Regions from separate parts of the Mus musculus genome. Here regions 1, 2, 3, 4, 6 and 7 are each linked to region 5. A link is a contact called in public Hi-C, HiChIP or PLAC-seq and promoter capture Hi-C data. All regions are on one chromosome and are shown on one strand. The core of a region is the stretch at or near the end of the contact, and the rest is flanking DNA. Distances in the headings are between cores, read along the strand shown.

Region 1 (2,950 bases), core at 264-2,763, 1.1 Mb before region 5:
GTTTCGGGGAAAAGTCAAATTAATTTCATGGCTTAGACTCGAGTTTAAGGCCTGTGGCAGAGCAGTCAAAAATGAGATGAGCAGAAGGAATAACATTCCATAACTTACATTCCAGATGCATTATCAAATAATTAAGAGTGGCAAAGTTCGTTAAGGAATATCTGCAGCCTAGATTTGAGAGAAAATACCACTTCGAAAGTAGAATAGCACAGCAAAAAGAAACTAACTTGAAATTTTACCTAGATAAGGAAATATAAAATAGCTGAAGGCTTGCCTAAGGGCACTGTGGAAGTAAAAGACAGCACCAGGGACGGAAAATTCGTCCTGTGGCCCTGGGAAGCTGGCAGGTGACTGTCTACAGGGACCAAGAAGACCACCCCTCCTCCTTTCGCTTCCCACGGGGGTGGGGTGGGGTGGGGTGGGGTGGGGAGGGCTGCAGTTTCCTAGTCTCATTCTTTGCTTACTGGAAGGCCAAAATTGGATGGAAATTAACCAGAAAAGCAAGAAGAAAAACCCGGGTAAATTCCCCTTCAGAAAAACCCACATCCAAGGACAAGTGTCACTCAGAGAAGCTAGAGAGAGCCGGCTCTGGTCCCCTCCGTACCCAGCCCGCACTGGGCAAGGCACGCGCTCCTCAAACCTGTGACCACCCCGCGCCAGCTGCCGTACAATAGGTCCTTGTGTCCAGCTTAGGGAAGACAAGCTGTCCCGGGGCAGATTCTCTCTTTTCTGTACACACACCCACTTTGCTCCATCCCGGCTGATGGATGCCACCTACCTCCCTGGTCTCCCCTGGTGAGGCACTCCGTCACTAACCGCGCAGCAGCATCCAAGGGAGCCGGGAACTACGCACTCGGACCTGGCTGACTACTTTCAGAGATGGCAAACTTCACTTCTGACTCCCCTGTGGAGGCTCCCCGCTTCCCCGCAGCCCCGTACATATGTCCCAGCCGGTCCCGGTCCCCGCGTCGGCCCGCCCCGCTGGGGCTGAGCGCAACCCCCATAAGGATGGATGTCCCTCGACCCCGGGATCGACCCGGCTGCAACTGCCTTCCGGGTGGGCCTGGCCGAGCGCAGGTGGAGCGCGGCGGGGACCCGACGGCGGGACGTTCCGGGCCTGAACCCTGACCCAGACCCGGACCCCGGACCCCGGACCCATCACAGAGAGCCACTCACGTATCTGCGCACGAGCGTCCTCAATAGACTGCAGTCCATGGTTATCGCTCCCGGCTCCGCGAGCCCCTGGGCTGCGGGCGCTAGCGCAGCCGCCCCCCGCCCGGTCACGGCCTGGGCGGCGCGGGGGGCGGCCGCGGCCCCTCCGCGCTCATGCCCCGCCGGCGGCGGCCAAGGGTCTCGGCCCGCGCGCAGGCGGCTCGGAGGAGGCGGCCTGCGCCCGGCGCTACTCCCGTCGGGCCGACGCGGCCTGCGCTCGATGCTCCGCGCCTGCTCCTCCCGCGGCCGCCGCGCCTCTGGAGCCGGCTCTGCCCCGCTGCGCCCCGCGCGTCACGGGCGCGTGTGAGCATGCGCGCGCCGCAGCCCCCGCCCCGGCCCCGCGCGCGCCGCGACTCCCTAGCGCGTCGCCGCCGCCCTGTTGCTTCCGCCTCCCTGCGGGACTGGGGGAGGGGGGGCGGGGGGGGCTGTCATCGCCCCCGCGTGGCTCGTCGGGTGCTGATCCACCCCTTCTCCACCCCCGCCCCGTTCACTCCTCTTCTAAAACGGAAGCCTGGCTGTGAGCCCAGGACTCCATGGCGAGTGCCATGGGCCTGGGTCCCTAGGCCTGCGGGGGGGGGGGGGGGGTCACACCTCCTGCCGTGGCGTGGACAGAAGACACAGGATCCTCAGGTGGCTACAGGGAGCGAACATTACCACCCCTTTTGGGACTGACTCCCTTGGAGACCAAACCAAACACGTCCTGATCCAGCTCTCATGACTCACTACTCTCTACCTCTACCTACTCCTGGGGCCCAGTCTCTGTCCTGCCTTCCAGAAACCAGGCCTCAGGGAAGACCCTCCACAGTCCTGGGTTTTACCTTGTGGTCCAGCCCCCTGTCAAATGCTTCCTGCTTCTACCTTACAACTGTATCACCATGGCTAGCACCCAGGGAAGGTGGTTCTTTGCTGCCTAGGTGTGAAGTGGCACATGGCTGAACAACCTTCCTTACCTCCAGCCCAGCCGTAATCTAGCTAATGTTTACTGGTTCCACATCCCTTGCTTTTGCTTCTGATAACGGTAGAACCAGAGACGAGGGATCTGCAGTGGCCGATCAGGAGCACCAGACCTGAGGATTAGGAATGTATTTGAGAGCGTTCTGACAGGGTGTGGAGGAGATCTGACTTTGCTATGGTTTGGATTAGACACTGGTGGCAATGGTGCCAGTGACTAAACTGATCTCCTGAGCCACCACCGCCTTCTACCCTGTTTTCTACCTAAGTTCTACACCAGTGCTCACCACGGAGCACCAGCTACAGACACCCAGCCAGCCTCAGGGCAAAGGGTTTTCTCTCCGGGCTTCCTGGACTTGCTGTGAGCCTGGTGGAGTTGGCAGTCAGCGCTCATTGGTACTCCTAGCTGTGGTGTGGACTCTTGAGGACAGCAGGCCTCTATGTCTAGGGACTAGCTGCTGGCCTCAGTGGGCCTGACTGGGCTGTTCATGTGTCTCTGATGCTCTATCTCTTTCCTACCATGACTGCTGGGCCAAATTGTAGGCTATTGGCCAATTACAATTGCAGTGGGTATTCCTGGCACAGATGTGCCTCAGGATAAAGCCTTCCTATCTATCCTTAGAGAATGTTCTACTTGGAGGAATGTTTCATTTCCTTCCTTCCTTTCTTTTTTCTTGTTTGGATTTTTGAGACCGAATCTTCATTCTAGGCTGGTCTCAAACTCTATACAAACATCCTGCCTCAGCCTCTGAAGTGTTGGAACACAGGAGTGAGCCCTGGTGTCTAG
Region 2 (3,123 bases), core at 291-2,790, 1.7 Mb before region 5:
CATTCATCTTTCTATCTATGTATCTATCTATGTATCCATTCATTTATCTATCTATCTATCTATCTATCTATCTATCTACCTACCTATCTATTTTTGAGGCAGTCTTACTATGCAGCCCTAGCTGTCCTGGAATTAGCTATGTAGACTAAGCTGGCCTCAAACTCGCAGAGATCTGAGTCTCTGCCTCCCATGTGCTGGGATTAAATGTGTCTTCTTCCATCAGCAAAGCCTATTTTAACTCTAAAGTACATTTTAAAAGAGCACCTGTACCCACATGAACATAACAGGTAGCTGCCAAAGATGAAGCACTTCAGTAGCCGGCCAATCCTTGAAACTACTTTGGAAAAAGAAATAGAGAATATAATACAGAAGAGGAATAAGATGCCATGCACCAAAGGAAGATAAGTCAAACAGAGGCAGAGCAAACAGCCTATATGACTTAGAACCAATGAACCATGGCTTCTTGGTGGTGCCCAAAGGGCTGTTCAAATAGCTACTTTATTTGTTCAGGAGGTGCCAACTTAAATCCACAAAGAGAGGAGACACAGAGCCTACTCACTAGCCAGCTGCTTGTTCTTTTTTTAGTTAGGGAAGCCAAGGAGGAGAAAAAGATCTATGAAGAAAGAGGCCCTTTCATCAGTAGCAAACACTTCTCTGGTAAGTAAGCAAATCTACATTGCACCCCAGGAAGATGAGATGGATGCTGACAATAAATAAACGAGAGGTTAAACCCACTGGGCCAGAGTGACCTTCCCTGTCACTTTCAACTTACTTGATTGGTTTTACCACCTAAATTAAGAAATTAATGTGTAAACCATCTTGGTTTGATTGTTGACTCTGCCAACCTCCCTGGCTGTATAAGCTTAAGTCAAGTGTTGCAGGGCACCCACATCCCTTATTGAAAGAGACAATCTTGGGGCGTCTTTCCAGGTTTATCTTTAAGAAGAGGCTGTCTGCGGGCAGCCTCACGGGGCGGGACAGAGAGACTACAAAAAATTACAGGGAAGAACAAAAAAACGGGAGGCTCGGGGAGCTGAACCTCCGAGTTTAGGTGAAGTCTTGGAAACGGTTGTCTTCCCCCATACCCCGAAAGAACTTCTAGGAAAAGACCCTCCACCCCCTGGAAAGTAGACAAAGGCAGTCTCCTAGGAAGGATCCCCTTTGGAAGAGACAAACCAAGAAGGAGCCCCGGGTAGGAGTCGCCAGGATTGAGCAACCCGGATGAGGACCCCGGTGGAGCGCATCTCAGGACAGAAGTCCCGCAGCTGCAGAGCTTACCCCGATGGAGGAGGCCGCTCTCTGGACATGCGACCTCAGCATCACTGTCCCCGATCGAGAGTTCCCCGACGCAGCGAACCTCAGGGCCGCCAAAGAATTGCCCTCATCTCTTTCCTGGCCTCGGGACCAGGACACCGAGGACGGCACCGCCCTCTTCTTACTTCAGGCGCTTCTGACGCGCAGCTGGAAAGTAGGTGCGGCTCCTTTAAGCAGGCTGCCGATGGACAGCTCCGTCGTCCTTCGCGCGGCGCGATGCACGCCGGGAACTGGAGTCCCGGGAGCCGGCCGGCCAGCCAGCTTCCAGAGAGTGCGTAAGCCTAAGAGCCTCAGAACAGCAACAGCCTCCGAGAGAGGTTACGATGTGACCCAAACGCTGTGCCTCGGAGCTGAGGGGCGCCTGTCCACGCTGCACGCGGAGAGCCGAAGACGGAGCGAGCCCCCCCAGTCACCTGAAGGGAGCGTTCGAACACTGCGCCTGCGCAGAGCGCCTGCTGCTAGCCGCCGCGGCAATCGCCTGCGCAGAGGAAGAGCGGCGTGCGCTTGCGCAGAAAATTGAAGTCGCTTCGGCAGCCTTGGGGAGCATGGTAGGTGGCTAGCTTTGCGCTCTGCAGGTGCGGGCCAGAGCCGGGCGCGGAGGTCACCTCTCTGTGGCGGCATTAGGATAACCGAACCGAGAGGCCGGGCGTGCCCGTCGTGGTGTTGAGGGAGGGCGCGGTTGACTTGGAGTAGCATGGTGTGAAGAGGGGTGTGAGGAGCCCAGTTGGATCTCCGGGGAGGGCAGCGGCGCCGGGTCAGCTGGGTGCTGACCGGACCGGAGGGCGGGACGGGGCTGTGCGACGGGTGACAACCTGCCTGCTGGGCGGAGCCGTCCCGCTTCTGAGTGGACAGTGACGCCGATTGGGGCGGAGCTGGCAGAGCTTTGAAGCCGTCAGCCCGGGGAGGTTTGTGGAAGAGGTGGAAGGACGCGATCCCCGGAAGGTGGTGCGCAAGGCTCCGCGGGGTTAGCATGGTTTGCGATCCGCTCAGCTCTCGCCGCGGCGAGGATATCCCCTACTCGCCCGCTCTCTTCCTGAGATCAGGCTGGGAATCCTGGAGGCGGGGAGGGACCGACTGGACGCCCTGGAGGTAGAGGAGGGTTTGCCTAGTAGAGCCGTGCAAAGGCCTGGACCGCGGGAGGACGCCTGACAGTCCCATTCCTTGGGTCTCGGGGTAGCCTTGCTCCGAGAGGATGCAAGCGAATGGGAGCCGAGGAAGACAAGTTTTGTCTCTGTCCTGGGAGAGATGTCGGCTTGGCTTGGTTTGCGTAGAGGAAACAGGGGAACTGAGGACCGAACCCTGGGGAGGGAAGAGGGGATGGAACCAATACCGAGAAGGACGAGGCTGGAAAACTAAAAGGTTTGAACCTAGAAATCAAGAAATAATGGAGAAGAGCTGCAGAAAGACTCCTCTGACCAGCTGCTAGCAGACTTCAGCGGCCAAGCCACTCACCTGCGCTCTTGGACAGGAACGTCACTGGGGAAGGAAATGTTGGGAGGCTCAAGATTTGGGAACACTTGGACTTGATGCCCTCATTTCCAGGCTTGCACATGGCAAAGCACAGTCAATCTGTAGTGGGCCGCAAATCTGTTTGAGCAAATGTTTGTCCTATGAGCCCTTTGAAATTGACCATAAGAGGAGGTATTTTGCTAAGTGTCTGTGGAAGGACATTTTACAGATGCTTTCTAAAATCTTATATGGGAGCACTCTTGTGCCTAGGTTGTGTGTTATTCTTCACAAGATAACATAAAGTGTATGAAACTTTTCGTACCAGCTTCTGTTGTTTGGAAGGTCCACTTGTCCTGTATC
Region 3 (2,980 bases), core at 139-2,638, 1.5 Mb before region 5:
GACTCAACGCTTTCCTTCTGCTACTTGGGTCCCAGGGACTGGACTCAGGCAGCGTCATCCGAGTCTCCCTAAGTAGCCCTGGTTGGCCTGAAATTCACGACGTAGATGAGTATAGTTTTGTACTCAGAGATTCACCCGCTTCTCTGCCTCCTGAGCATTAGATTAAAGGTGTACACCAACTTTTTACAAGGAACTTTTTAGCAAATTTAAACCTCATAGCACCTATGGCAAAAGGCAGGATTATATCCCACCCTCCATGGAAATGGAGTTCAGAAATGAGTGGCCTAAGGCTCCACTTCTGGGGAGTCAGTGTAGCCTCTGCTCCTCTCTGGCTGCTAACACTCAGCCTCCTATGGCCTCCCCTTAACTCATCGCCTCCACCAGGCAGATGTAAATATCCATTTTATTCCTGAACATCTAATCCCCTTAAATATTGACTCCTAATAACTGAATATGAAATTAAAAGGTTTGGATTATATTCTCTACATTGGCACCATGTATAAAATCTAGTTTTTCACTTAATTCCCAGCAATAATGACTCTTAGACTATTTATTAATAAATGCTTAGGCCACAAAGCTTTGCCTTGCTTTTAACTTATTACCCCCTTTATTGCAGCCAGAGTTCAGCTGCATGGTCGGTTTCCCTCCTTGTCTTCAAACATCTGTTTTCTCAGTTTTCGGGGGGGTGGGGTCTCCCATGTTTTTATTTCCCAGAAGTCTCTATTCCTGCCAGGTATCTGAGCTCCTATTTTCGGCCTCAGCTCATGGGCTATAGTTTTTTTTACTGACCAGTGATCCTTAGAAGAGAGTCTCTTTACAGGTGGAACCCAGCCTCTCCCAGCACAGGTCTGTACTGGGACCCATGGTGCCCCCTCTGGAAATGGAGAACACAATGCTCTTTTAAAAAAGGTGCTGTCCTGAACTTGCATGCTATGCCTCCTGGGATCTGACCCTTTCTTTCCTCTTGTCCCCAAACCCCAAAGGACGGGAGTTTCACTGTCTCCTCTGTGCCCCACCCCCATGTCTCCATCTCCTCACAGTAGTGCATAACACATCTTGCACAAACACTGCATCGACCTGGAGTCTAGAGGAAAAGACAAATGAAAAGAGAAAACTGTGTACTGTTTCATGAGAATCATGGCCATGAAGACATGGGTGGACAGTGGCTAAAGAGTGCACACTGCTCTTGCACCCCAGCCCCCTAGCTCTCGGGATCTCACACCGCTGGCTCCTCCCTCAGGCACCTGTGCTCACACTCGAATCACCACACCCTGCACAGGAAATGGACTCACAAAACCTTAGAAGAACAAGAGGCTAGAAAGACAAGAGCCTGGTGCTCAGTGAAGTTCTATCAGGCAAACAAAGCACTCAGGCGCTGAGGGAGTCGCTCTCCTTCCTGAGTCCTCTTGAGATAGCTCGTGGTAAGAAATCCAGTGTGTAACTGCTGAGTGCACACATTATAAGCAAAGCTCGGTGTTGGGAGCAGAGTCTCAGAGTACTGGGTGCAGCCAGAAGCATGGCCATAGCCTCAGTGTGAGGCCAGCAGGCCGTGGCTGTGGGGACTGAGGAGTCAGTGCAGGGCTTACTTACTGTGTGCTGTGGTCTAAGTAGGTGATCACTCGGTCTGCTTCCTCTTCTAGACGTTTGCTCACATGGTTAAGGTATTCTGGAACCTTCCAAAAAAAACATTTAACACATCAATGACAAAGACTTCTCACATTATACATAAAATTTCCTCAAAAAATAGAGAAAAAGAGAGAGAGAAGCAAACCCACTCACTCGCTAACAGACTGCCACTGAGAAGCCCCTCTAACCAGGCAGGGCCCAGGCCACTCTCACGGCTTACTACCAAGTGCGGGGGGACAAATACCAGTGGGCCACGATGGGTGAGTTAGTATCAGTACCTGGGGAGACAGCCAAAGCTTACTAGCAACCTGTACACATGGATCACACGGATCTGTCAGCGGTGACATCCTCCCTCCCCTGCAGTCACGGCAACTGCAGACAGCCATCGCTTGTCCTCAGTGCCACCTTAGCTAGCACGGCTGCAGCTAAACTGTGATCTGATGGGTTGGGCCCATCTTGGCAGGGGCAGGTGGCTCCACATAGGACTCATCACTCCCTTGGGACTGGACTCTAGACCTAAGAAGCTGCTCAGAGGGGCTGAGGTGACACTGCTGTTATTATCTAGGCTTCTTCACATACATTCTTCACCAATGCTTTACACAGTGACATGTTTGATTTTTAAGATTAGCTCTTTATCTTCTTGCTTAGACATAGGCTCAGACATTAGACATAGGCTTGCTTAAACATCGCTATTTTAGAAAATACTTAGGGGAGGGGAAATAAAGAAAGAAAGCTTCTAAGGGAAAGAAATTAACTCCTTTGTACAGCAAGCAGTTCTCTCCCAAAGACTCCAGAGACTTTGGCAAATGTATACATACAAAAGGGCAGCAGGCCCAAGGAGTGGGTTACAGCCAAATGCAGTCGGCCGCACAGCTCACCTCCCTGTCCTGCATCAGCCTCTGGCCTTCAGCAGCGTATAGACAGTTAGTCTCTTCCAAGAACTTCAGCTCAAATGAGTCTTTGTACACCTAGGAAACAAGCAGCTCCTGATGAGCTTGAGCACAGAAACCTTCCTTTTCAAGCACTGGTTCTTATCAGGCGCTTCTCTTGCAGCTCCGTGCAGACTGTACCACAGGCCTCCATCACTCTCCTTAAGGACTAGACAATCGGGATGTCCACTCATACTTCTGGGTACTAGTCCCCACTTACAGCTCTGAAGCCTGCCTTTACTTTGGCGCAAGCACAAATGCTCAAGACCAAGGCCTCACCTGGAGATCTGAGAGCATGCTTAGCAAACTCCGAAGCAGACTCCTGTCCACAGCCTCTCCACTTCGTTCACGCCCAATCAGCAGCAGGATCCCATCAATGGTCTTACTCTGCACCATCCTGTCGCTGATGATGTGGTTCCTAAACA
Region 4 (2,763 bases), core at 117-2,616, 1.5 Mb before region 5:
GCTGACCCAACCTTAAAATTCCCCTGCCTCAGCCTCCACGGTCTAACAAGTGTGAGCCACCACTGATTAGTTTAGTTTATTCATTCATTCGTTTATTTATTTCATTTTTGCAACAGGGTCTCCGGTCCTGGCTGTCTTAGAACTCATTATATAGACCAGAATGGCTTGTTAAAGAGATCGTCCTGACACTAGCTCAGGATTAAAGGTATAAACCACTATGCAAGCCACAAGGTAGTTTGAAAAACATGAAGAGGCCTAACCTGGCTGTCCTTTGGATTTTATCCCAATCAGCATTTAGGAAGCAGAGACTACGAGAACCTGAACCTGTGAGTTTCAGGCCAGCGTGGTGGTGAGACACCCCTCCCCCCATTTTAAAAGTATAAAACAGTCTAAGGGTTTAAGTCGTTTTTGGCTGTGCTGGAGATTGAACTCCAGCTAGTTACCAAGCCATTCTGACACAACAGAACTTGTTTCGGCAACTCGTATATTAGCTACAACTCCTGAACCGTGAAGGGTCACAGGTCCCCTTAGCAAGGCTTCTGGGTTAAGACCGCCGAGTAAGCGCACCTCTCACGGACCAGAGAGTTCACACAAGTAGCAAAATAAAAGAAAGGGTAAACGAATTCCATAAAGTCACAGTCACAGAATTTGGGGGTGTGAGCCTCTGTGCCCAGGAGATTTGGCCAGCCACCTCTCTCCCGTCCTGAAGATGCTGGCACCGCAGCGAAACGCTCCGCGTTGCCGGGATACAGCGGCGAGGAAGGGCACCCGGCACCCCAGGCAGGGTCCGAGGCAGCACCCAGTCCTCTCACAAGGCAGCTCAGAGCCAGCAGCACTGCCTGGCAGGAACTCCAGCCCAGCTCCTTCCAGAGCGGCTCAGACTGGGCTCCCAACCCGCACCTACGTCCTTAGGCCCGCACGGGCTCCCAGGCGGCGAGCGCCACTGCGGAGCGGGCGGGCCGGCTCGAGGCCTTCTTGACGCCCGCGGCTCCGGGCGCCCCGTCCCCGCCCGGCCTGCCGCTCTGTTCCCGTCCGTCCCGAGACACCGACCCCGCCCGGCCCTCCTTCTCTCTCCCTCCCTCTCGGGCTCACCCAGCAGCAGCAGGAGCAGCGGCCGCCGGGCGCCGGGGGCCGCCATGGCGCGACGCAGCCGAGGCCGGAGGACGGCGGTTGCGCGGGCGGCGAGGCCGGCGGGAGGGCGCGTCCACCGACTCGAGAGGCCCCGCAGCTGCGGCGCCGGCACGGAGAGGACCCTGCGGCCGGCAGCGCCTGTCACGTGAGCAGTGCCGCGCCCGCCGGTCACGTGAGCCGAGGGTCTCGCGAGAGCCCGTGGACCGCCAGCTTACTCCTCACTTCTTCGGGAGGCTCCGTTCCGCACGTGATGTGGTCACGTGCCAGTCGGCATCACGTGGGCGCTGGACCACGTGATATCTTGCCCTCTCCCCACCCCCTTCCCCCCCCCCCCCCCACGGCCTTTCTCCCGAGTGTCCCGAAATGGAAAGTAGGTTGTGGCTTTGAGTAAGGGAAGGAGAAACGCTGTCGGAGAAAGTGAAGATGGAAACAGGAAGCCATGAAGGCTGGACTGAGCCCCGTAGGCCAGCTACATGCCACAGTTCAGGTCCAAGCCCCTGAAGGCCTGCAGCCCAGTGGTAGTCTTGGTTGAGAGCCATGTCTAGGTCAATACCAGTGTTTACATCCCAGGACAGTGTGCATATCCATTTCGAGGTGGGTATTCCCATCTAGACCCGTGCCCCAGGCCCAGGCTGACCTCCACTTTCAGGCTCACATACTAGTGTCTAGGGTCAGCCCCGAATGTGTCCCATTCGGTGATCCAGGCAGAGGACAGTCCTTTAGGATACGTAGATGGTGGGAGATGTGGAAAAGATACTTTTTAAGAGATAGGATTTCAGAATATATCTTTAGCCGGCCTCAAACTCAGAGATCAGCCCGCCTCTGCTTCCTGAGTGCTCAGATGATGTGTGTGGGCGCAGTGTTCTTGACCATTCCTGGCTGCTTAAGGGCATGTGGATGGTCATCTTACCTGAGATGACTATTTCCATGAAGAGTTCAATACTAAAGTATTTTCCTCTTTTGTGAATGTCACACTCAAAACTCGAGGATTGGTTTGATGTTTGGGGACATGGCGTCACCCTAAAGCCCAGGTTGACCTGGAACTCGCATGGACCAGGCTGGCCCCACACTCTGGGCAATCATCCTGTCAGGAGCGCAGAGATTACAGGTGTGTGCCACCATGGCATGAATAATCTGAGCTTTTATGTTATTATATTGTTTTGGAGACAGGGTCTCTCTATATAACCCTGGCAATCCTAGAACTCATTACTTAGACAGGTTGGCCTCAGACTCAAGAGATCAGCCTGCCTCTGCCTTCAGAGTGCTGGGACTAAAGGCCGGAGACCACCAGATCTACCTTGAAGTCCTCAAGTTTTAGCTTGAGGATTCCTCCTGTTAACAGATTTTTCATTCAAGCTGAGTTCTTCCTCCTCAGAATTGTAGACCCAGTAACAAAACTTAAAAGCTGTTTATGTAGTGGACTAGTTTATTCTGTGACCGGAGAATAAGAGTGGTTGGAGAGATGGCTCATTTGTGTAGGACCTTGGTTCCAGTCCCATCACTCACATGGTTCACAACTATCCAGTTCCGGGGAGCCTGATGCCCTCTCCTGACTTCTGAGGGCACACCACACCTGCCTATGATGCACAGGCCTACCCTATATTCAAGCAAAACTCTCATGCACAAAATAAA
Region 5 (3,018 bases), core at 426-2,925:
TTAATCTCTACTATGTAGCCTCCTCAAGGATAAACATACACAAGGAACAAATATATAGCAAAAGGGAAAAAGTAAAACTTCATTAAGTAAAAAGTAGAAGCTGGCCGGTGGTGGCGGCTCACGCCTTTAATCCCAGCACTTGGGAGGCAGAGGCAGGCGGATTTCTGAGTTCGAGACCAGCCTGGTCTACAACGTGAGTTCCAGGACAGCCAGGGCTATACAGAGAAACCCTGTCTCGAAAAAAACCAAAAAAAAAAAAAAAAAAAAGTAAAACTTCCATGAATAGTGTCTACTCCTTAATGGCTCAGTATGATTTTCAAATTTTATAGCCAGGAGGTGGTGGTGCTCGCCTTTAATCCCAGCAGAAGCAGGAGGATTTCTGAGTTCAAGGCCAGCCTGGTCTACAGAGTGAGTAGACCAGGCTGGGCTACACAGTGAAACCCTGTCTCGAAAAACCAAAATTAGAACAAAAAGAAAAAGAAAAAAGAAAAATTTCAAATTTTTTACAACCATAGCATTGTACCATTGGAAAGAGAATTTAGTAGTCAATTTTTCTAAAATTTCTTTCACCATGTGCCCAGCCTGCTCACGTGACTCATGCTTTACAGTTACAGACGCCAGGGCCTCTCGATTCTCTCTGGCATCCATTCCAATTAAGGCATACCGAAGTTAACTGGCTGCACCCTTGTTTTCGGGTTTTTAATGAGGAGCTGTGCTCCGCAGGCGCCCAATAAACACTAATTGGAGGAACTCAGGCAACCGCGGAAGCAGGCCAGGGCCGGCTGCCAGAGTCCTGAGTCCCCACTCGCGAGTGTGCCTGGCAGAGCAGCAGCTCTATTTAGAAGTAGCGCCTCAGGCATCGTCCTCAGCAGGAACCTGCGGCCGAGCTCCAACCGCTCCAGGTCACACCCACCAGCGCCAGGTCACGCCCAGCCGCCCCAGGAATCGACCAGAGCGCCGCTCCGCTCCAAATCCCAGACTCTCCTCCTTTAGTTAAGGCGTGGCTTTCAGCTGCCAATCACAGAGAGGCCGGCCTGGGCTTTGGCCTTGCCCCAGGCAAGGTTTACAGCCAGGGTCGTAGGCCTCCGGCTTCAGGCGAGGTCTCAGGCGCGGCCTCCTCAGGCTTCAGTCGCAGCCAAGTCTCCCCCCTCCTTTTTTTGTTTTGTTTTGTTTGTTTGTTTGTTTGTTTTTCGTGACAGGGTTTCTCTGTATAGCCCTGGCTGTCCTGGAACTGACTCTGTAGACCAGGCTGGCCTTGAACTCAGAAATCCACCTGCCTTTGACGCCCAAGTGCTGGGATTAAAGGCGTGCGCCACCACTGCCCGGCAAGTCTCGTCCCTCTAACCACACTAACGTGCAGGCCCACCCTCAACCCCTACACCTTCAGCGTTGGCATCAGTAGCGGCCTCCTCAAGCGGTGATCGCCTCCCAGCCCCTAACTTCACCACCAGACGCCTAAGGCGGCGTTCCTGCGCAGACCCTGAGAAGGCCCCGCCCTGCAGCCAAGGCCACGCCCTATCCCAGGCGCCAGCCTCAGCACCACCTGCGGGAGGCCCCACCCTATCCAGGCGCGGGCCTCGCCCCACCACGGGCGTCAGCAGCGGTCGGAGGCAGCGGACTGTTAGGCCCCACCCTCTCAAGGCGCAGGCTCCGCCCCGTGGCTCAGGTCCCGCCCTCAGTGCTCGCTGCGCTCGGATGCGGATGGGACGCGGCAGCAGCTCGCCTGTCCTTTGTGTTCGAGTGGCGGCAGCTTCGCAGGCCTTCACCGGCACATTCCTCTGGCCGATCAGTCGCGTGCTTCCTAGCGACCCATCATGTCAGCGGGAGCGGGCGCGGCCGTGGAGGCAGGCTTCTCCAGCGAGGAGCTGCTGTCGCTCCGCTTCCCGCTGCACCGCGCCTGCCGGGACGGGGACCTGGTCGCGCTCTGTTCGCTGCTGCCACACACGCCGCGCGCTCACCTGGCCGCTGAGGACTCCTTCTACGGCTGGACGCCCGTGCACTGGGCTGCGCACTTCGGCAAGGTGGGCGCGGGCACTTTAAGGCGCCATTTTCCGCGTGGTGTGCTGTTAGGGTCAGAGCGCACCCCACGGTGTCTGGAGAGCGCGGTCGGCAGCGGCAGCGCAACCCCTGAGAGTTCCAGGGCGCATGTGCGGTACCGCGCGGTCTGCGACCCAGGACGGTGGGGGGTGGGGGGCGCGGAAGCTGCTCAGACGCCGCGGGCGCCTCGAGGGCTTCAAGGCGCATGTGCGGCGGGCGGCGCGCGACCCAGGACCTCCGGGGGCGCGGGGAGTGTTGGGAGGCGGGGCGGAAATGGGGTCCGTCTCGCCGGCTCCCCCGAAGGATCCAGGGCGCATGTGCACACTTGTGGCTCTTCCGAGCGGGGCGGGCAGACTGCAGTTGAGGCCGTTTGCGCGGAGGCCGCCGGGCTTCGGGAATCGTGGCGAGGAGGAAACTGGGGGCCTCGCGCTTCTGTCTAATGGAAACCGGGTGCAGGGCCCCCTGAAGGCACGGAGGGATGGGCGCTGCCCTCGTAGCCGGGGGTGTCAAGTCTGCACCTGCTATGGCCGACGGCGGGGTCGCGGCCATGCCTATCGGCCCCCTCTCCACCGGGACCGTCCTGTGTAAGCTGCGCTAATTGGCCCCGTTCTCCTGGTGTTGAAAGGTGGCATGCAGTTGGGTGCAGGTAGTCGCTGGGAATCCACCTTCTCGTGGTCGCCTTAGTTAACCTGCACACAGAAGTGCTTCTGCGCCATAAAGCGGCAAAATTCACGCTGTACTGTTTACCAGAATTTGATCTAAAGCTAAAGGAGCATTTTCACGTCTACGGAGAACGAGTTGTAGACTTGACTTTGGAGACCAGTATTGTAGCGGAGGCGAGGACGTTGTAGTTCTGAGCTTTCCTATCTGAAACCTGGATGGTCTTAAGATACGGAACCATCTTGTTAACCCGTTCCAACTATTACGGAAAGCTCTTAGAGGCGAAAAGGCTGAGCCTTTCACCCCAGCCGGGCCATGTGT
Region 6 (3,158 bases), core at 395-2,894, 1.6 Mb before region 5:
ACAGACAGCTCCATCCCTCCAGGTCGCTTTCTCTGCCCAATATGCTGGAATGTGGGGGCCGTCTATCAGAATATGCTACTACAGCTAAGATTATATCTAGAACATATTTACCCAACACCACAGGTTTAGGAGATGCATGTAATCTGTTCCACTTCCCAGAGGAGACAGCATACTCCTTGTCTAAGTGACGTAGGTGCTGAGTTGTGGTAGTTTAAATGTTCAGTGCAGTTCATACTTGATGCTCTGTGGGCGCAGAAGTCAACTTCCCAGCTTCTTTTGCTGTGCCTAGCATCCTGTAACAGAAGGGGCTCTGTGAATGTCAGGTAGACAGACTAGTGAGGCAGCCTTATCTTGTGTGTGATTTTGACCGAATAGTGTAGAAGTGGTTTCCAAACATCCACAACAAAGCCTCTCCCAAGAGTCCTTGGACCTCACTCCTTGAGCCAGGTCACACTTGTCCATAAGTTGGTACACCGTAAGTGGGAGCTGGCTCCTGCTGGCTTCTGCTGTTTGTCTGTCTGGATGGGAGCTATGTACCTTCTGGATTTGTGGGACTGCTTCAGACTGAGAGTTGGGCCAGCAGGAAGGGCGTCTTGTTACACACTAAAGTTCTTTCCAATTGTATTCTAAGTCCAAGTGATGCACTGCCAATTCTGGGTGACAGATTTACGTCACAAGAGGGCCAGCAATGTCTGAGGCTGCAAGGTTTGTGCTTGAGACAGGGTATAGGGAGGTGGTTGACCTAGGTCATTTCAAACCAAGAAGCCTGGCTTTATAAAGTGCACCTATCCATCCTCATTATTTAATAATTCCATGAGCAGGCAGTGATGTTTACAACAAGTGAAGTTTGTTTGTATAGACACGCATCACTAAAGGTTAGCACTGGAGCCCCTTACTGGACACTAAGTTGTGAGAGAACACTTTTTCACAGGAGCTGGGAGTTCTCGTTCTTGTAAGGTTTTCTCTCATGTCATGGTTTTAATGGAACTGAGGATCAGACCAAGGGCCTTGTATACATTAGGTAACATTGCTCTGTCGGGTCTACTGCAGCCCACAGCCCTCAATTTTATAATAAGGGATGGGTTTTGTTTGTTTTTTGTTGTTGGTTTTTTTTTTGTTTTGTTTTTTTTGTTTTGTTTTTGAGGCAGGGTTCCTCTGTGTAGCCCTGGCTGTCCTGGAACTCACTCTGTAGACCTGGTTGGCCTCAAACTCAGGGATCCACCTGCCCCTGCCTCCTGAATGCTGAATGCTGAAACTAGAGGCGTGTATCACCACTGCCCAGCCAGAAAAGTTTTCTAAAAGCATAAAACTACAATGGGTGGGCCTCAGTTTTATGCTGAGTGAAAGAGGGCAGACAAGAAGGGGCAAAAGGAGTGTGTCTGTCTGAAGGTAGGGCAGAGCAGATGGTCAAGGAACCGGGATGGAGCAGTATGTTCTCATTGTGGTATGTCGCTCTGCCAGCAGGGGGCACAACTCACCAAGGTGCTGACAGAGTAGCACAGCTCACGGGCTCTGAGCTGGGCTGAGCTGGCTGGGTGTACACTGGTGCCAGCAGACTCCTTTGCTGGAGAGCCAGCGTGTCCCAAACAGCTCCCACGTGGTGAGCTCTGAGCCTTTATCTCATTGGTGCCACCTGCCAAGGCAGGGAAGGAACGCCTGGTCATTTGGAGAGTGCTGGATGGTGATACAATGACCAGTATAAATGTCAGCGGGGCTGGCTAAGGGTGGCCAGGAGAGGACAAAGGCAACCGCAGGGTAAGAGGGGTCACCTTCCAAGATGGAGAAGTTCAAGGCTGCAATGCTGTTGGGGAGTGTTGGAGATGCCCTCGGCTATGGAAACATCTGCAGGGAGAACAGCGTTTTAGGCTCAATCCAGGAGGAGCTGCAAAAGACAGGGGGGCTGGACAGCCTTGTGCTCTCACCTGGGAGGTGGCCAGTGAGCGACAACACCATCATGCACATGGCGACTGCTGAAGCCCTGACCACAGGTAGGACTGACTGGCGTATTCGTGGCTCCAAGTGTGCTGGGGTAGAAAGACAGGCCACCTGGGTTGATAGCAAACCAGTACCAAGAACCCTGAAGGTGGTGTCTTAGAGCCCTGTGTTACCTGACACTGTTGCTGAAGGCAGGGATTTAATATTCCCCCAAGACCTGGAGCCTGAGAGGCAGCGGGCAGGTCATGTTTCTCCTGAGTGTCTTTAGGGGACAGCAGCCCTTGGCAGATAATTAAGCTCCTGGTTCTGAACAGTGTTCGCTTGTCTCTGTGTTAGGTGAGCAACCCTCTAGGAGCTGCTCTGCAGGGCGGGGCAGGGGTGGGGGAGACAAAGCACAGACAGACATAGGTGCACTGCAGAGGCTGAGCATCTTATTCTAAGTCTATAAAGAAGAGCTTGAAATGTGGGCCCACTGAGATAACATTGTTTGGGGGTGGCATCTCCGATCCAAATAATTAAGGTTGAGCTGTCTGTCCGAGCGATCCAGTTTGGGCGTAATTTATGAGTAAATTGTCTAAGGAAGAGTTTTGGACATGGAAGAACAAAGCTTGTTTCCTAAGGAGCTAAAATCAACAAAATGTTACCTGGATTTCAGAGACGCGCCCATATACAAGCGCCGTGTGTCTTTTCTCGACACAGTGTGATGGTAATACCCTGCAGGTCTGGCATGCCATCGTTGCAAAACTGAGGCCTGAGGCCAGCAGTTGAGCCAACAGACCCCACATACGCATTCCCTGCTCTGTCCGTCTGTCGTGAGCACGCCCAGCTTAGTTCTGTGGTCACTGTATAGGAATGCCACCAATGCCGTGTCTCTAAATAGAGCAGACACACATTGATAAGATATGGTGTCACAGCTTGTTGAAAATGGTGAAGCATCTTTCTGAGTGTACCTCATGATGAAACGCAGGTATTTATGGATTCTGTGGTCATTGTATAGGAATATCATCAACTTGCCCCTGAATAACGAGGCAGAAGAAAGCACACTGCTGAGGTGCTTTCACCACACTACGGGGATCGAGATGCTTCGAAAGTATTATGAATTCCAAATCTTTATTTCCTCTCATATTTTGGGGGCATACTTATCTGCTTTTATGGTCGATAGTACAGCTCAGAGCACACCACAGCTCACAACCTCTGGAGAACAGGACTTAAAACTACAGTCA
Region 7 (2,864 bases), core at 18-2,517, 1.1 Mb before region 5:
TTGGAGAATGGTATTGAGCCATCCAGGCTGCTGCCTCCGGAGGATGCTCCTTGAAGCCAATGATGGCTTTAGAGATGTTCTCATACTGCCAGAGCGGATCTGGGCAGGATGCATTTAGACTTCAGATAGGGACACGCACATGCACAAAAACTACTGAAGAAAACATAAATGCTTTTCATATGAGTGCTATGTCTGGATGATGTGTACCTGTGTTCTGATGGCATCTAAAGCCAGTGCTACCATGGCAACTAGCCTTAAGTGAGTACTAGGGCTGTGCCCTCAGATTTTGCACGGAGGAACAGAGATATTGAGGCACATGAATACTTATGTTCTAAACCTGTTACTACTATGTTGCAGTGACCACAATACCTGATAAAAACAACCCTAGGTATGAGATGTGTGTGTGTGTGTGTGTGTGTGTGTATACACACACATATACACACACACACACATATATATATATATATATATATATTATACACACACATCGGCTCATATGAACCCAACCCCAACCCATGACCTGGTCTTCAGGCTTTCTCTTACAACTCTTGCTATGGCCTTCGAGCCTGACAGCTTCGGAGTCTGTCATGCCTAAACATCCAGCACGCCGTGCACAATGAATGCTGTGCTCTTTTGCCACCTCAGCAAGTACTAGATGGAGACCACAGTCATATGTCTGTGGAGCTGAGCCTAGGAAGCCCTAGGCAGCCCCTCTCCTCACCCTTCAGGCATGGCTACATTTTGACAAACTAGAACCTTTGGTGGGTAGGGCTTCATCCTCCTATAGCCTTAGTACAGTGCATGGCTTCTTGCTCATGGCACTGATCTTAACAGCCACAGCTGTGTAGCCCAGTTATTTGTTCCAAACATTAATGTGCTCTTGCCAGTCAAAATGCACGTTTTTTCAAAATCTTTCTACATGCTGTCCCTCACGATTCTCACTGTAATTCTGACTAAATGCAGCAGGCACTAACATGCCACATTGACTACTGTCAAGTCTCAGGACATGGGCAGAGCACAAGGGGTCTCCACCAGGAGAAAGCAGGAAAGGCCTCTAGGCCAATTCCCAAGCTGACCCAAGGCTTTCTCTGCGGCCGTGATGCTGGTGAAGGAAACCAGGACATGCCTGGCAAGGCTACCTTGAAGGCAGTGTCTTGGGGAACTTCAGTCCTAAAATCTTGACTTTTCTCCCACATGAAGGGCTGGGGTTATCTGCTCCAAGGCTGCTGTGAGCTTGGTCTGTGACTCACTTGATATCCTGTTGTGCAACATTTCGTGATTAGCTTCCAGGTGACATCACCCCAGTGTATGATGGAATTCGGCTGTGTCTCATTTTTCCATTGTAAATTGTATATAAAGTGCTCTGCTTCTAAACAAACTTGCTTGGCAGAGCCATGAGCTTATCCAAGGGTTCCTGTCCCCTCACTTTGTTGCCTCCTGTACTTTCTCATCCCTGCTGCTCCAAGCCCTCCAGGGAACACTCTCCCTCTCCCCTCCCTCCCTCCCTCCCCCTTCCCTCCCGTCTGAACCTTCTCGAGCTTGCACAGCCTTGTCTATATTTGTCATCGCTTTATTCTTCGAACTCCCACCAGCACCAGTAAGCCAAACACACAGCATTCTAGGGATTCATTAGCTTTTGGCTCCAAACCGTTAAGAATTCCTCCCACAAACAAGTTCCAGAGGGTCAAGTTTAGTCACAGAAGTACCCCCATCTCTGTGCAAATCTTCTCTATCAGTCACTTTGCATCACTATGACCCCGACTTCTGACCAAATAAGCTAAGGTAGGAAATGTTTATCTGGGCTCATGGTTCCTGTAGGGTTGCGGGCTATCACAGTGGGGAAGAAGGGCCCAGTGTCTGACAGTAAAAGCATGCAGCAGCGGCTGCTCTGGACAGAGACCAGGGCCAGAGCCAAGGGCCATGCTATCATCTCAAAGGCCCACCTCTGGTGCCCTACTTTCACCATCAGACTCCACTCCTAAAGGTTCATCCTTCCCAGATGGAGACAAGTATTCAAGAAATGAGCCGGTGGGGACATCTCTGACCACAACCCTAACTGTGCTTGAATTGACAGCAGTTCTTAGCCAATTGCAACTTTAACAATGTAACATATATTTCTAGAAGAAAACATAGAAAGGGTATAAGTAAGTTTTGATATGAATAGGTTGTAAACATTGTATCTAATGCTCCAACTTTAAAACAGAAGGATTCTAACACAGCTCTGCAATTAAACATTTGCTGCCTAAGTCAAATGTACACACAGGCTAACCCTTACACAGGTGTGCTCAGTCAAATGTACACACAGGCTAACCTCACACAGGTGTGCTCAGTCAAATGGACACACAGGCTAACCTCACACAGGTGTGCTCAGTCAAATGGACACACAGGCTAACCTCACACAGGTGTGCTCAGTCAAATGGACACACAGGCTAACCTCACACAGGTGTGCTCAGTCAAATGGACACACAGGCTAACCTCACACAGGTGTGCTCAGTCAAATGGACACACAGGCTAACCTCACACAGGTGTGCTCAGTCAAATGGACACACAGGCTAACCTCACACAGGTGTGCTCAGTCAAATGGACACACAGGCTAACCTCACACAGGTGTGCTCAGTCAAATGGACACACAGGCTAACCTCACACAGGTGTGCTCAGTCAAATGGACACACAGGCTAACCTCACACAGGTGTGCTCAGTCAAATGGACACACAGGCTAACCTCACACAGGTGTGCTCAGTCAAATGGACACACAGGATAACCTCACACAGGTGTGCTCAGTCAAATGGACACACAGGCTAACCTCACACAGGTGTGCTCAGTCAAATGGACACACAGGCTAACCTCACACAGGTGTGCTCAGT

The links. Promoter capture Hi-C pulls out the DNA fragments that hold promoters and counts their contacts. A called contact is a pair of places that touch in the nucleus more often than the background predicts. HiChIP or PLAC-seq counts read pairs in DNA pulled down with a chosen protein or histone mark. Capture Hi-C pulls out chosen DNA fragments and counts their contacts.
Region 1: a Hi-C map of CD8 T cells shows a contact between it and region 5, with 6 times the contacts expected there. The contact joins the promoter of Atp11a here to the promoter of Ankrd10 in region 5. A contact is called at or near these places in 4 of 39 promoter capture datasets (the 3T3-L1 cell line, hippocampal neurons, liver and 1 more), 1 of 484 Hi-C or Micro-C datasets (CD8 T cells), 2 of 115 datasets of contacts at active chromatin or transcription factors (astrocytes and cardiomyocytes) and 1 of 9 other capture datasets (liver).
Region 2: a contact with region 5 is called in a promoter capture Hi-C map of liver, with 3 times the contacts expected there. The contact joins the promoter of Dcun1d2 here to the promoter of Ankrd10 in region 5. A contact is called at or near these places in 6 of 39 promoter capture datasets (cranial neural crest, embryonic stem cells, hippocampal neurons and 2 more), 3 of 484 Hi-C or Micro-C datasets (B cells, CD4 T cells and uterus), 2 of 115 datasets of contacts at active chromatin or transcription factors (astrocytes and pancreatic cancer cells) and 2 of 9 other capture datasets (adipose tissue and liver).
Region 3: a contact with region 5 is called in a promoter capture Hi-C map of liver, with 2.9 times the contacts expected there. The contact joins the enhancer-like site here to the promoter of Ankrd10 in region 5. A contact is called at or near these places in 6 of 39 promoter capture datasets (the C10 cell line, HPC-7-derived erythroid cells, hematopoietic stem and progenitor cells and 2 more).
Region 4: a promoter capture Hi-C map of liver shows a contact between it and region 5, with 9 times the contacts expected there. The contact joins the promoter of Lamp1 here to the promoter of Ankrd10 in region 5. A contact is called at or near these places in 4 of 39 promoter capture datasets (embryonic stem cells, liver and pre-B cells), 1 of 115 datasets of contacts at active chromatin or transcription factors (astrocytes) and 1 of 9 other capture datasets (adipose tissue).
Region 6: a contact with region 5 is called in an H3K27ac HiChIP or PLAC-seq map of large pre-B cells, with 4 times the contacts expected there. The contact joins the promoter of Adprhl1 here to the promoter of Ankrd10 in region 5. A contact is called at or near these places in 3 of 39 promoter capture datasets (liver and pre-B cells) and 3 of 115 datasets of contacts at active chromatin or transcription factors (astrocytes, extraembryonic endoderm stem cells and large pre-B cells).
Region 7: an H3K4me3 HiChIP or PLAC-seq map of bone marrow-derived macrophages shows a contact between it and region 5, with 5 times the contacts expected there. The contact joins the enhancer-like site here to the promoter of Ankrd10 in region 5. A contact is called at or near these places in 1 of 39 promoter capture datasets (hippocampal neurons), 2 of 115 datasets of contacts at active chromatin or transcription factors (astrocytes and bone marrow-derived macrophages) and 1 of 9 other capture datasets (liver).

The regions. Positions count from the first base shown.
Region 1 is chr8:12,755,579-12,758,528 of GRCm38.p6, reverse strand. It overlaps Atp11a (ATPase, class VI, type 11A), which reads right to left and starts at 1,513. Exons shown (of 30, transcript NM_001293667.1): 1 at 1,177-1,513. The coding sequence starts at 1,215. It overlaps Gm33587 (a long non-coding RNA gene), which reads left to right and starts at 1,633. Exons shown (of 3, transcript XR_378725.3): 1 at 1,633-1,842.
Region 2 is chr8:13,286,543-13,289,665 of GRCm38.p6, reverse strand. It overlaps Dcun1d2 (DCN1, defective in cullin neddylation 1, domain containing 2 (S. cerevisiae)), which reads left to right and starts at 1,540. Exons shown (of 7, transcript NM_001024504.2): 1 at 1,540-1,862. The coding sequence starts at 1,860. It overlaps Tmco3 (transmembrane and coiled-coil domains 3), which reads right to left and starts at 1,653. Exons shown (of 13, transcript NM_172282.2): 1 at 1,279-1,653.
Region 3 is chr8:13,123,484-13,126,463 of GRCm38.p6, reverse strand. It overlaps Cul4a (cullin 4A), which reads right to left. Exons shown (of 20, transcript NM_146207.3): 6 at 2,835-2,980; 7 at 2,505-2,594; 8 at 1,591-1,673. Among named protein-coding and RNA genes, the nearest start is that of Mir7065, 11 kb to the left of the region's middle. Within about 2 kb of position 1,388, at least 3 of the 459 cell types and tissues checked have an H3K27ac peak or open chromatin away from gene starts, as enhancers often do.
Region 4 is chr8:13,157,764-13,160,526 of GRCm38.p6, reverse strand. Lamp1 (lysosomal-associated membrane protein 1) reads right to left here and starts at 1,366. Exons shown (of 9, transcript NM_010684.3): 1 at 1,093-1,366. The coding sequence starts at 1,138.
Region 5 is chr8:11,634,414-11,637,431 of GRCm38.p6, reverse strand. It overlaps Ankrd10 (ankyrin repeat domain 10), which reads left to right and starts at 1,675. Exons shown (of 6, transcript NM_133971.3): 1 at 1,675-2,021. The coding sequence starts at 1,815. Mir7238 (microRNA 7238) reads left to right here and starts at 1,696; the gene lies at 1,696-1,738.
Region 6 is chr8:13,252,648-13,255,805 of GRCm38.p6, reverse strand. It overlaps Adprhl1 (ADP-ribosylhydrolase like 1), which reads left to right and starts at 1,644. Exons shown (of 7, transcript NM_172750.4): 1 at 1,644-1,988. The coding sequence starts at 1,778.
Region 7 is chr8:12,778,139-12,781,002 of GRCm38.p6, reverse strand. All of the region lies in intron 1 of Atp11a (ATPase, class VI, type 11A), which reads right to left. Among named protein-coding and RNA genes, the nearest start is that of Atp11a, 23 kb to the right of the region's middle. Within about 2 kb of position 1,267, at least 42 of the 459 cell types and tissues checked have an H3K27ac peak or open chromatin away from gene starts, as enhancers often do. A contact at or near this core is called in bone marrow-derived macrophages, where this site is marked.